Regions from separate parts of the Sorghum bicolor genome. Here region 2 is linked to region 1. Evidence: chromatin contacts called from public HiCAR-type data. All regions are on one chromosome and are shown on one strand. The core of a region is the stretch at or near the end of the contact, and the rest is flanking DNA. Distances in the headings are between cores, read along the strand shown. Region 1 holds the start of LOC8069195. Region 2 holds the start of LOC8064998 (endoplasmin homolog).

Region 1 (5,851 bases), core at 1,662-4,161:
ACAGCATACGTACAGAAGTGTTTTGTGCCAAATTAATCAATTTCTGGACAGTAGCTTCCATACTCTCCTTTGAATGATCCTGAGATGTATTATCTGTCGCTAACCTGCATATCAAAGTAATTCAGAGAACATCAAGTGCTAATATGATTTTAGATAGCGATAACTCAGATGAAAAGCATACTTTTCAGAGGCATACTTGTCGAAATATCGCCCCAAGTTATGCCATATAGGATCTTTGCAGAGGTTGCCAAATCGTATAACTTCTCTTGAAAAGATGGCAAGTTCTTCCCTGTATGATCCCATTTTTCAAGTCCAAGTCAGCCACAGTTTTGACTAAAGCAACTGAGAGTATTCAGAGCAAGTTCAAATCATACCTTTTATCAACGGCAGCAATATGCAACAGCTCAATGGTATTTGAGGACACCAATATTCGCACTCCATCTGAATGCAGAATCTCTTTCTTGAGCTCTTCTATACTCTCATCAGAGCATGACCTCCACAAACTAGAAGCTTTAGCTATTGTATTTGCAACTTCAAATGCTAAAATACAGGCTTTATTCCCCCGGTTGGTTCCCCCAGAGAGAAAGCCGCTGCCAGGATTCAAATTTGTCATGCTACTCCCGAGCGTATCTAACACTTCAACAGCCTTTTCCAGACCAGCAATGCTAGCTCTTCCCAAAAATGTACCTGTGTCTGATACCTGGCAGAACTTAGTATGTCAGAGTTCATGTGAAAAGACCTACTGCTATGCTCTCATGTAATAATCTCTTAGTTTTATTTCATCATCTACAAATAGAAAGCTAACTAGCTGTTGCAGAAAACAGTGTCAAGAAAAGGAGGTTGAATATATTATCACTTTAGGAAACATGACATTAGGTGCGAGCTCATGAGAGATAAAGCCAGATTTATATATTCTAAGAATGCTATTCTGGTCTGAAATGTTAAAAGTTATGAAACAGCACTACTAAAAAATGAAGTTCATGCAACTAGTTGGAAACAAGAAACATTGAATGAGCTTGATAAAAATAAAAATAAAAATAAAAAGGAGATGTCAGTCCTTCAAAGTTGTTCCATTGCTCTTCTGAATTTACTGTGAAACAGAAGATTATCCTTAGCTTGATGATAACAGATCAGACCAGGGTAAGATGGTGAATTCCCTTAACCAGATGAGGACTAGGAAGACAAGGAACATATGGTAGCACACAGCGGAACTCTGCATGGACAACCAAAAATGCTGAATTCCCTTTAACCAAAAGTTTTAATATCTTGTAGCCTTGTTTTTGATATGTCCAGCTATGAGATTCCAGATTTGCAGGATCATGCTCAATCACCTAGCCACTGCTTATCCAAATATTTATCTACACATGTTTTTTTTATAAGATTGTCTACACCTCTTGACAGCAATATGCAGTAAGACTGGTGTTTGTCCATTGTGTCACAGTTTGTAGTTTGACAAACTCCTTGCACATTCAGAGGAGAGCACCCTCCTAGCTGCGAATAAAAAAACTGGAAACTTCATGCCTCTGGAAGAGTAAGATGGTATGATTTGTCGACTCCAAGAGTAGAACGGTCAGACACAATTTCGCGTTGTGTGTCGCAGGCTTGACCACTCCAGAGGGTAGACTTTTGCTGACAGCAACCTGAATGTAGATTAAGCCCTTCACTTATCCCAGTGATCAAAACAAGAGAATCGTCCTCCTGGGAGAGAGCTTAGAATATACTTATGCCAAAAGAAGGGCCGCCAAGCTTGACTTCACATTGTATGCCGACATGACATGCAGATTTGTGGACTGGCTTTTATTATTGGCTTTACCTGTTGTATGTATGTATGTATCTGTTCCCGTCTCCTTCCCTTTACCCGGTAATCGAGCACATGCAGATTTGGCAACAGATACCGAAACACCATCAACCATTATTCTGGAATTCTGATCAAACGGACTGTTTTGCTAAAGGTGATAATGGACAATTTTGCTAAAGGTGATTAGTGTGAAGGGCTTGATAAAGACTGCGCGGCGGTGCTAACTGAATGAATGAGGCGGAAACAGCTTCAGCCTTCCGGCGAGCCGACGACGACGACGACGACGAGCGTTGCGTGTCCTCCGTTCAAACGCGGCGGCGTCGCTGAGCAGACAGGGCTGGGAACTGGGAGCCAAACCTTTTGGGAACTCTGGCGACGAAGTGGTGAGCCTCGCTAGCGAATCGAATCAGGATAGATTGATAAAAGTCGGGAGCTCCGTCTCCATGGTGACCAGAAATTGCAGCAGAGCAGCAGCACCGCACCTCCATGCATGCACCGAATAAGGCAGCGAGAGCCGCGGCAGCATGCGCGAAGCGTGGCGGGGAGGGGGGAGGAAGGAGCGGGCAGCGTTGAGAGATAGAGAAGGAGGGAGAGGAGGTAGCAGCCAGCCACAGCCAGCGACTGAAGGGAAGGTAGGTACCTTGTGGGAGTGAGGCGGCTTGGGCGGCGGGATGGCGAGCTCGCCGGAGTCGAAGTCCCCGGGCCCGTACCTCCCGCGGCGCGCGTCGTAGGCGGTCGCCAGCGAGCCCGGCGCCGCCGGCTCGTCCTCCGGGAACCGCCTCGAGCACACGCACCCCATGGCCGGCTTGGCTTCTCGCCGGAGTCGGGCGATTAGGAACCGGCAGAAAGAGGACACGCACGCGCGCGCGCTCTGGAGGCTGGAGCCCTGGCGCCTATTCCTTATGCTTGCTGCTCGTCGCTCCGACGCCTCCCAGCGGCGGAGTTGGTGGGGGTGGTGCGCACGGGTGGTCGCGGGTTTGAATGAACTTTGAAGTCGCGGGTGGAGTGGAATGGGAGACGGAGGCGAGGGCGAGGGGCGGTGCCGGTGCGTGGTGGTGGGATTGACGAGGGAGCGCCCGAGCCGAGACGACGGCGGGGTTGGTTTGGGGCTTTGTGGGGATGGGTCGCTTTTTGTTCCGTGGCCTGGGCGCCTGGCGTGGCGTGGCGTGTGGTGTGCCCCGTCCCGGCTGCCCCGTCCCGTCTCCCAACCATGCTGTCCATGTCCATCCATGGTCGATGGGTCGTCGTCGCCGTGGGCAACCTTTGACTCGTTCCGTCCGTCTTCTCTTCCGTCCCACGCCCGGCCTCTCTGTCTCTGTCGCCATCGTCGTCCTCCTCCTCTCCTCCATCCGTCGCTCTCCTTTCCCTGCGCTGCGCTGCACTGCAGTCTGCACCCGCACGCACTTCCCCTTGCCAGTTTACACTTTCACCTGAGGGTCGTCGTCTCTCTACAGTCTACAGTACGTACATGGCTGTCTTCACTTTTACCACGGCAGAAGACGTGCAGTAGTAAAGGTTTTTTTCATTATATATAAAATTAAAAAATATATCCCTTTTACACTGCCATTTCTTCGCCTCAGGGTTTCTTCCTCTACTACTACGTGGGAATTGGGATCCGTTGCCTTCACTTTTACCACGGCTGCCCCTCAAAAGAAAACTTTTTATCACGGCCGAATAATATGTGCGGTGAAGTTTTTTATTATTATTATTATTATTATTATTATTATTATTATTATTATTATTATTATTATTATTATTATTATTATTATTATTATTATTATTATTATTATTATTATTATTATTATTATTATATTAAAATATTCTAAAATAAAAGATAAATAAACAAAATAGCTGTGTAGAAATATAGTTAAAAAAATTTATTTCCTCCAGAAACCATAGTCCTTCCATCTTGTGGATATATATTCTTTTAAAAAACTCTTTTCTCTGTGGACATCGTAGTACTTCCATCTTGACTGGTAGTGGAAGGTAGGATCAGCTCTCTTTTTTTTACTGTAAGTGTTTTTTGTTTTTGTTTTTGACAACGTTGTAATGGTAGACTGGACCGGCACCGAGTCAGGCTCATAAAATGCGTGTACGTGGTAACTACGCCGCGGCCTGGCTGGCACCGCTGTAATTGGATTCCAGCCAATGAAACTAATTAAAAACCGTAAACTTTGACCTCATGCAGTAGTTGTAGTTGGTGTCTCCGGTTCTTTTTTTTAAAAAAAAAAATTGCACAACGATGACACGTGAGAACATGGTGTTTGGTTGACCTATTGGCTATTTACAGTTGCGATCCTTTCGGGACTTATTTAGATCAACATCTCAAAACTTTAGACCTAGCTCAGCTTTGAGATCTAAAACTCTAATATGAGATGGACTAAAGTTTAGAGCTAACTTTAAACTATATATTTATAGCTTTAATTCTAGGAAGATCCAAATAGACCCTTAATAAAAGGAAATAAATTTGGTTTCATCTCCTATATGACAAAGATGATTAGAGCAATTATTATATCACTAACTAGTCAAACAATCGGTGTTCTAGAACTAAAAAAATATAGTTGCACGAGTATTAAAAAAATTAATAGATATGTACATCTAATCAAAATTGATTATTTTAGTTTTCAGTATGTATTTTCTAACATAGACACTCTGTAATCTCTACAAGGTTATAATAGATTTGTCAATTAATATATATGTGTTTCGTCATTGTGATGTACTTTTGTGAGTTTTTAACATGTATTGTTCAGTTGGAAACTTTGTTAAGTTATATGATCTCTTATAGTATCTTTTTGTGACATCATAAATTTATATTTTAGCTGTAAATTTTGATGTTATCAGTTGTTCCAATTAACCTAGTTTAGTTTGTTCTATTTGTACTGTTATTCATGAAAAAAGAACTCATTTTGTTATTCCAAACCATAAGATATTTTAGCTTCTCTAGATTCATAGCTTCTGCTACGTAGTATGTTTTTTTATAGAACAGGAAGGGCAAGGAGCCCCTACTGAGAATATATTAAAAATAGTGAAACAAGTACAAAGAAAGGAATAACAAAACAGAACAAAACAATGAATCTAGATATATGTTATCTATATACATAGTACATGGTAAAGTTATGAATCTAGAGATACCAAAACGTCATATAATTTGGGACGAAGGAAGTATATTATCTATTGAGCACACCTAATTTATATATTTTAACTAAACTGTTGGAGCCACACCGCGCATGCTATCCATATGTCACGGAATGCATCCATCGGATGGCATGCATATATAGATGATAAATCACACATAGTTCACCCTAAAAGCCAAAAAGTTTTCAAGATTCTCTGTCCCATCGAATCTTTCGGCACATGCATGAAGCATTAAATATAGATAAAAATAAAAACTAATTGCACAGTTTAACTGTAAATCGCGAGACGAATATTTTGATCGTATTTAGTCCATGATTGGACAATATTTGCCAAAATCTTTTCGCATCTAAACAAGATCCTAGTTCTTCAACACGAAGGTAGTTTAGGTTCACATCACAAAATAATTACTAAGAAATTGAATACGTGGAAACAGATGAAAAATGTTGAGCAGGAATTGACCAACCCTGCCGGGTGCCCATCTAGTGTGTACTACTGCTACTCCTATACTCCCTCCATTTCAAAAAGAGTGTCGTTTTAGGTTTTTGTGCCACAATTTTGACTCGATTTGTAGAAAATACATGCAATATTTTTATCTCTAAATAATTTTGTTAAAAAACTAGACTTAAAGATCTTTTCAATGATACTAATTATGTACTATAAATATTAATATTTTTATTATATATTTAGTTAAAGTTATTTCTCGAAAAACGAAAACGACACTTATTTTGGGACGAAGGGAGTACTGGGTAGTGCGTATTAGTACGCTGCAGGCAACGCGCCATGTCCTATTTGTTTGAACTACTAAATTTGTTGGTTTTGTAGTAGTGTTTTTCTTTCATAATAAATTAGCAAATAATGTTTTCAGTCATGGCTTTTAAACCAAACGAACAAGGTTCATATGCCGGGCGCTGGCATCTC
Region 2 (5,851 bases), core at 1,415-3,914, 33 kb before region 1:
TCATGTTTGGTCAGTTGACCAATCTACACTGGATTTTTTCCTTGACAAATCCAGCTTTGACCTGTGACCGAGCCATTTTATTGGTAAATTATGTTACCAGAAAATAGTAAATTAGGACACTACATTGTGCATGTTTCAAGAAAAAAAGAGAGACAATGTTGTGCACTTGAGAAAACGATAATTAGGACATTATACCATGGTACCATATAGCAGTACTATAGACAACAATAACCTCCAAATTTTGATACTTCTGAAGAGTATTTTGTTTCACAGTGATTTCGTATTAGCATAAGTAGCTATTGGGGATTGTAATACTTGGGTTGGTGGCTGGGCTTTTTTTGGGAAAAAAAATGTGATATCTCCCTGTAAACTGTGTGTTCTCGGTTTGGAAGGCAGTTCTTTAGGTTGTACCATTTGTGTATCTTGCTGTGCACCAGTTTTCCTGCTTTATATCAAGCTGTTTTTGTTATGAATTTTAATATAATCTTTTTTGTGGTATGTCCATTTCATTTTTTCAATTACTGGACTGTTATGAATTTGTTACAGAATGTAGCTATTTCTCATATCTTACAAAGGAACTTCAAGAAAAAAAAAAACAGAAGATGTCTTATTCTTCAAATACTTCCAAGTCGTATCCATCTGGATAGGTTCATATATTTACCTTAGCACTTGATAGTCAATAGCCCCCCTCCTTTTTTTTTTCTTTGCATGATTTACATTAAATAAACCTGATAAAAATGGTGGCATTTTATTATTTACCACCTTTCCTGCTGCTAGGAACTTTTCATGTTCTAAACTCACAAGTAACACCTGTTCTATTGCTCTTTTTTCAGGACTCCTGACAGTGTTTATGGCCTCTCCTTTTCGGAGACTGCTGGGGCTTCCCGTTCTGCCTCAAAAGGAACGCTGTATAAACTGCTAGCTCTTCTATGTAGGACCGCACTGGTTCAAACTGCTATGTGTGTGAGTTCGTCGCCCATGATGCTTCTATGGTGCCTGAGGCGATTCAAGTTTGTTAGCTCTAGAGCTGACAAGACATCCTTGTTTATTTTCCTTAGTTCCCAGATGCTTTCTGATCAAGTGCAGAACTGGACCGGATCTGAAGGAGTCGAACATGAACTGGTTAAAAATTGGCATATGTGGTCTAAGACGCTCAGATTTTTGTAGAGAATCTCAAGTTTAATGTAAACCCTGTTGCCCATGTAGATGCATCGTTCCTGAAATCCCTTTGTGGGTGCCATGTCTCTCTGCTGCTGTGTGCGTGATCTGAGGGAACCTGGATTCGTTTATTGTTTGAATGTTTTACTATTTCATTCGCAAATAAATAATTTGTTGCATTGATTGGAATTTGCATGGTTAGTTTAATAACTTTAGCCCTGACAATTCTGATGCATCAGCAATTCTCTCTCTTATTACCTGTGATGCTGTTACCGACAAGTGCGTCCGACAACAGCATTTGCTTCCTCCAATAAGCGCAGAATCCTCAAGAGATCTTTAGGTGCTGAATGATTGGCGTTAAACGGTGCATATTCGTTGAGCTGTTTAAGCACCTGCTGCAGCTCGCATAAATCTCTTCAGAAGCAAGAGTCTATCTTGAGCATCACGTAGCACGGATGGGATAATTTGATCGGTAATAGTAGCAACCTCTTTATTCATCCTGCCCATCATCATCCCCTTTCTAGTTGCCATTTTAGTCCTTCACACAAATATATAGACAAACTAAGTGGACATGGCTCCGTAGAGTTCAGGAAAGAAGCATAATTTGAATACTAGTACAGAAACGGAAGTGAACCCAGATGGACATTGTACTCAGCAAGTGTCTTCCCATCGTCAACAAGCTCATTGCCGTCAAATTAAATGTGAGGTTGTCGCCGAACATCTTCACGGAAACACATGATGCATTGTTCTAATCGGCGAGCGTCTGCCCTGCCCACACACAAAGATCGATGATCTGCCTCTGCTGCATGCTCCCGGCCCGTATCTTCGCCTTGACATCGCCATTGCGCATCTTCACCAAATCCCATTATCTGTAAATCATGAGACGAATCTTTTAAGCCTAGTTAGTTCATGGTTGGACAATGTTTATCAAATACAAACGAAAATATTACAGTGTCAAACTTCAAAAAAAATTTTGCATCTAAACAAAGCCTTATTAATTTGCATCCCACTGAGCTTTGGCCTTCAGAAGACTGACGAAATGCCTGATGGCGCAATCAGAATTAAGGTCCAGCACCATAGCGTTCCAAGCACGGCCATCGACCGGTCGCTCGTCAACGCACGTTGACTGACTTGTGGGCCACCCCGTCGCTCCAGCCCCACCACAACACCCCTTTCTTTCCTGAACAAAATTATCCGGTAAGCACGCGCTTCGAACTTTCTAGCAGCCCATCGACGTGGGTGACCCGGCCTGCGTCCAATCACATCACTCCACGTGTCCACCATTCAAGGGGCACACGAGATCCCAGCCCTTGGAGCACGCAGATCTCCCCATCGGACGGCAGAGACCCTCATCCCCGCTCCCGCACCACGTCAAGTCCGCTGGCGTCGCCCATTGAGAAACCGCCACGTGGACAGGATCCAATCGCGGCCGTCCGCTCGTCCACGTGGCCGTATCGCACCCGCGTGGACCGAGCGCACGGGTCTCCTGGCCCCGGCCCGTTTTAAAGGGGCTTTCGTCTCCGGCGCAGAGCGCGACGAACTCATCACTGGTGGTGCTCCGCAGAGTGAAGCGAAGCGAGGCGAGACGACGATGCGCAAGTGGGCGCTCTCCTCCGCGCTGCTCCTCCTCTTCCTCCTCACCACCCTCCCCGACCCAGGCATGACCCCGCGTGCCGGAGATCTCCAGTTTTTTACTTTTCCGTTGATTTTTGTGTGTGTGTGTGTGGTTTGTCGATCCCGGTGTTCTCGAGGCGATTGGTGGCGGATTCCGTGTCGCCCGATCACTAATTAGCTCTGCCCGTCGGCTCATCTTAGTTTCGCGTAGTGTTTCCTGTCCAGTCTGTCTGAATATGAGCACCCTGTGTGATGGATCGCGCGGTAAATTTCCGACCGGAAGGACACGGTCGTAGCTGCTACTAGATTCGTTGGGGGTAGAGGATGGTGACACTGGATGCGATCTCTGCTAGAAAATTTCATTCCAATTTGTTGCTAGATCTCGTGTTCCGCTAGATGGGGAAGTGAGCGGCCCCTGGTCTTTTCGATCCAATATAATGGCAGGGTTTGTTTCGAGTTCGAGATTGCTGACTAGATCTTCGATTCGTCATGGGGCTCTTCACATTTTTCTTTTAGTTTACTGGTGATGAGCATGTGGTTTGTTCCGTTTGGGGGTTTAATGGGGTTTAGACCTGTAACTTCATCCATTTTTAGCTGTTACCTACATGGATCTTATCTGCGGGGTAAATGTACTGCTCACTTGACTGATCAAGTGCTCCAGTATATCATGCTATTTTTAGTAAATTTGAGGACTCTCTGCACATGTCCCTATCATACTACTCTTGGCGAATTGGTGAATTTAAAGGACCTTCTAGTCTAGTGGCAGCTTTGGTTTCCATTTACTGTGCTGTACCTGCATACCAAAAGCCTACATATAAGTGGAATTTCAATCTTGTACTGACCCTGCCTATTCTGCAGCTAAGAAGCTACAGGTGAATGCCGAGGAGAGCAGCGATGACTTAGCTAACCCACCGAAGGTAGAGGAGAAGCTTGGTGCTGTCCCTCATGGTCTGTCTACCGACTCTGATGTTGCCCAGAGGTGCGCACGGCCTTGTGATCAGTGCTGATTATTACTGCTTTGCCATGTTATCGATACTTTTTATGAACAATATGATTTTGTTGTGTGCAGGGAAGCCGAGTCTATCTCTAGGAAGACTCTCAGGAGCTCAGCCGAGAAGTTTGAGTTCCAAGCTGAGGTGTCCAGACTCATGGACATCATCATCAACTCACTCTACAGCAACAAGGATATCTATTTGAGGGAGCTCATCTCCAATGCCTCTGATGTATGTATTACATCTGATCCCTGTGTTTATTCTTCATTGTGGATGCCCAAAATTAACACTGGTGTTCTGCATGTCTGTAGGCTTTGGATAAGATTAGGTTCCTTTCCCTTACTGATAAGGAGGTTCTGGGCGAAGGTGACACTGCAAAGCTTGAGATTCAGGTACGTGGGATTTCAGTGCGAGAGCCTTTTTTTTTTTGGCATCATATCTTGCTTTAGAATTGGACCTTAAGGCGTCTGGCCTATGCCAATGCAGATTAAGTTGGACAAAGAGAAGAAGATCCTCTCCATTCGGGATAGGGGTATTGGTATGACCAAGGAAGATCTTATTAAGAACCTTGGAACCATTGCTAAGTCTGGAACTTCAGGTATTGTTCCTTCATCTTTCCGTCTGATTACTGCAATCCAATATTTGTTAAATATTATAGGATTACGCTCTCAAATAATTTGAATTGTTTGCCACCTTTGCAGCTTTTGTGGAAAAGATGCAGTCCGGAGGTGACCTCAATCTTATTGGACAGTTTGGTGTTGGTTTCTACTCTGTGTACTTGGTTGCTGACTATGTCGAAGTGGTCAGCAAGCACAATGATGATAAACAGTAAGATATTTTTGTCTGATTTTGTATTCATGTGTTGATTTACCATTGTAGTTGCCTAATGTTATTGCGGTGTTGTACTCTTTTAGATATGTCTGGGAATCAAAAGCTGATGGATCATTTGCTATCTCTGAGGATACATGGAATGAGCCCCTTGGCCGTGGAACTGAGATAAGATTACATCTGCGAGATGAGGCCAAGGAGTACTTGGAAGAGGATAAGCTAAAGGTATCAACACATTCATTTGTCTTTTGTTTGGGTTAATTGACTTATGCCGCAAAATATACAATGGGTACGAGGTAGTTTTTAGCTTGTATGTGTATTTCAACTTGAAGTCCAACAGTGTTATCTGAAATCAACATATTTTATTAGACTTGGACATGACCCCAACAGTGCTAACTAGGAATTTGAATCAGATTTTTTCAGAAGTCAAGTTGTCAATATGTTTTGGTTTTAGAGCAATGGCAGATTGCTTAGCATCTGTCTCTGGCAATAATAGTGCATTCATTAATGATGAGATAATTTTCGTGTTACTGTGTGAGAGCAAGTGAAACATATAGGAGTACCTGTTTGTCCTGTCCACTACTTGGATTTGATACATCGTAATGAAACACATCTCTTATAGACCTTATAAGACAAGTATATCTGTTTGTGCATCTGTAGTTACAAGTGTTTAATTTGAATTCTCCTTTATGCAGGATTTGGTGAAGAAGTACTCTGAGTTCATCAACTTCCCTATCTATTTGTGGTCGACGAAGGAGGTTGATGTTGAAGTGCCAGCTGATGAGGGTGAGACAAGTGATGAAGAGGATTCAAGTAAGTCTTTAGTGAAGTTGTTTATTCTCCTGAGATGGTAGTTATGTGTGTTGGTGCTGACACATCATGTGTTTCTTAACAGCCCCAGAAACTACAGAGGAAGAGACAGAAGAAGATGAAGAGAAAGAGAAAAAGCCCAAGACGAAGACAATAAAGGAGACTACTTCTGAATGGGAACTTCTGAATGATGTGAAGGCTGTATGGCTTCGCAGCCCAAAGGAGGTTACTGATGAAGAGTACTCAAAGTTTTACCACTCACTAGCAAAGGTAAATACTGTAGCAATGAGTTAGTAGTAAATGATTGTTTTTACCAAAGAAAGCTTTGTTTGTGGATCTTATTGACGAAACATTTGTATAACTTAACAATTCTTTTTCAGGACTTCGGTGATGACAAGCCTATGGGTTGGAGCCACTTCACTGCTGAAGGAGATGTTGAGTTCAAAGCT

What was found. HiCAR-type assays count read pairs that join an accessible place to other places.
Region 2: a HiCAR-type map of leaf shows a contact between it and region 1, with 2.0 times the contacts expected there. The contact joins the promoter of LOC8064998 here to the promoter of LOC8069195 in region 1. A contact is called at or near these places in 1 of 4 Hi-C or Micro-C datasets (leaf mesophyll) and 1 of 1 datasets of contacts at active chromatin or transcription factors (leaf).

Annotation. Positions count from the first base shown.
Region 1 is chr10:60,187,137-60,192,987 of Sorghum_bicolor_NCBIv3, reverse strand. It overlaps LOC8069195, which reads right to left and starts at 2,911. Exons shown (of 12, transcript XM_021449227.1): 1 at 2,439-2,911; 2 at 375-700; 3 at 182-289; 4 at 14-104. The coding sequence starts at 2,597.
Region 2 is chr10:60,220,088-60,225,938 of Sorghum_bicolor_NCBIv3, reverse strand. It overlaps LOC8064998 (endoplasmin homolog), which reads left to right and starts at 2,664. Exons shown (of 15, transcript XM_002438985.2): 1 at 2,664-2,816; 2 at 3,631-3,751; 3 at 3,842-3,995; 4 at 4,076-4,156; 5 at 4,251-4,362; 6 at 4,466-4,592; 7 at 4,679-4,817; 8 at 5,288-5,405; 9 at 5,488-5,672; 10 at 5,783-5,851. The coding sequence starts at 2,750. It overlaps LOC8069197 (basic leucine zipper 23), which reads left to right. Exons shown (of 3, transcript XM_021449388.1): 3 at 834-1,347.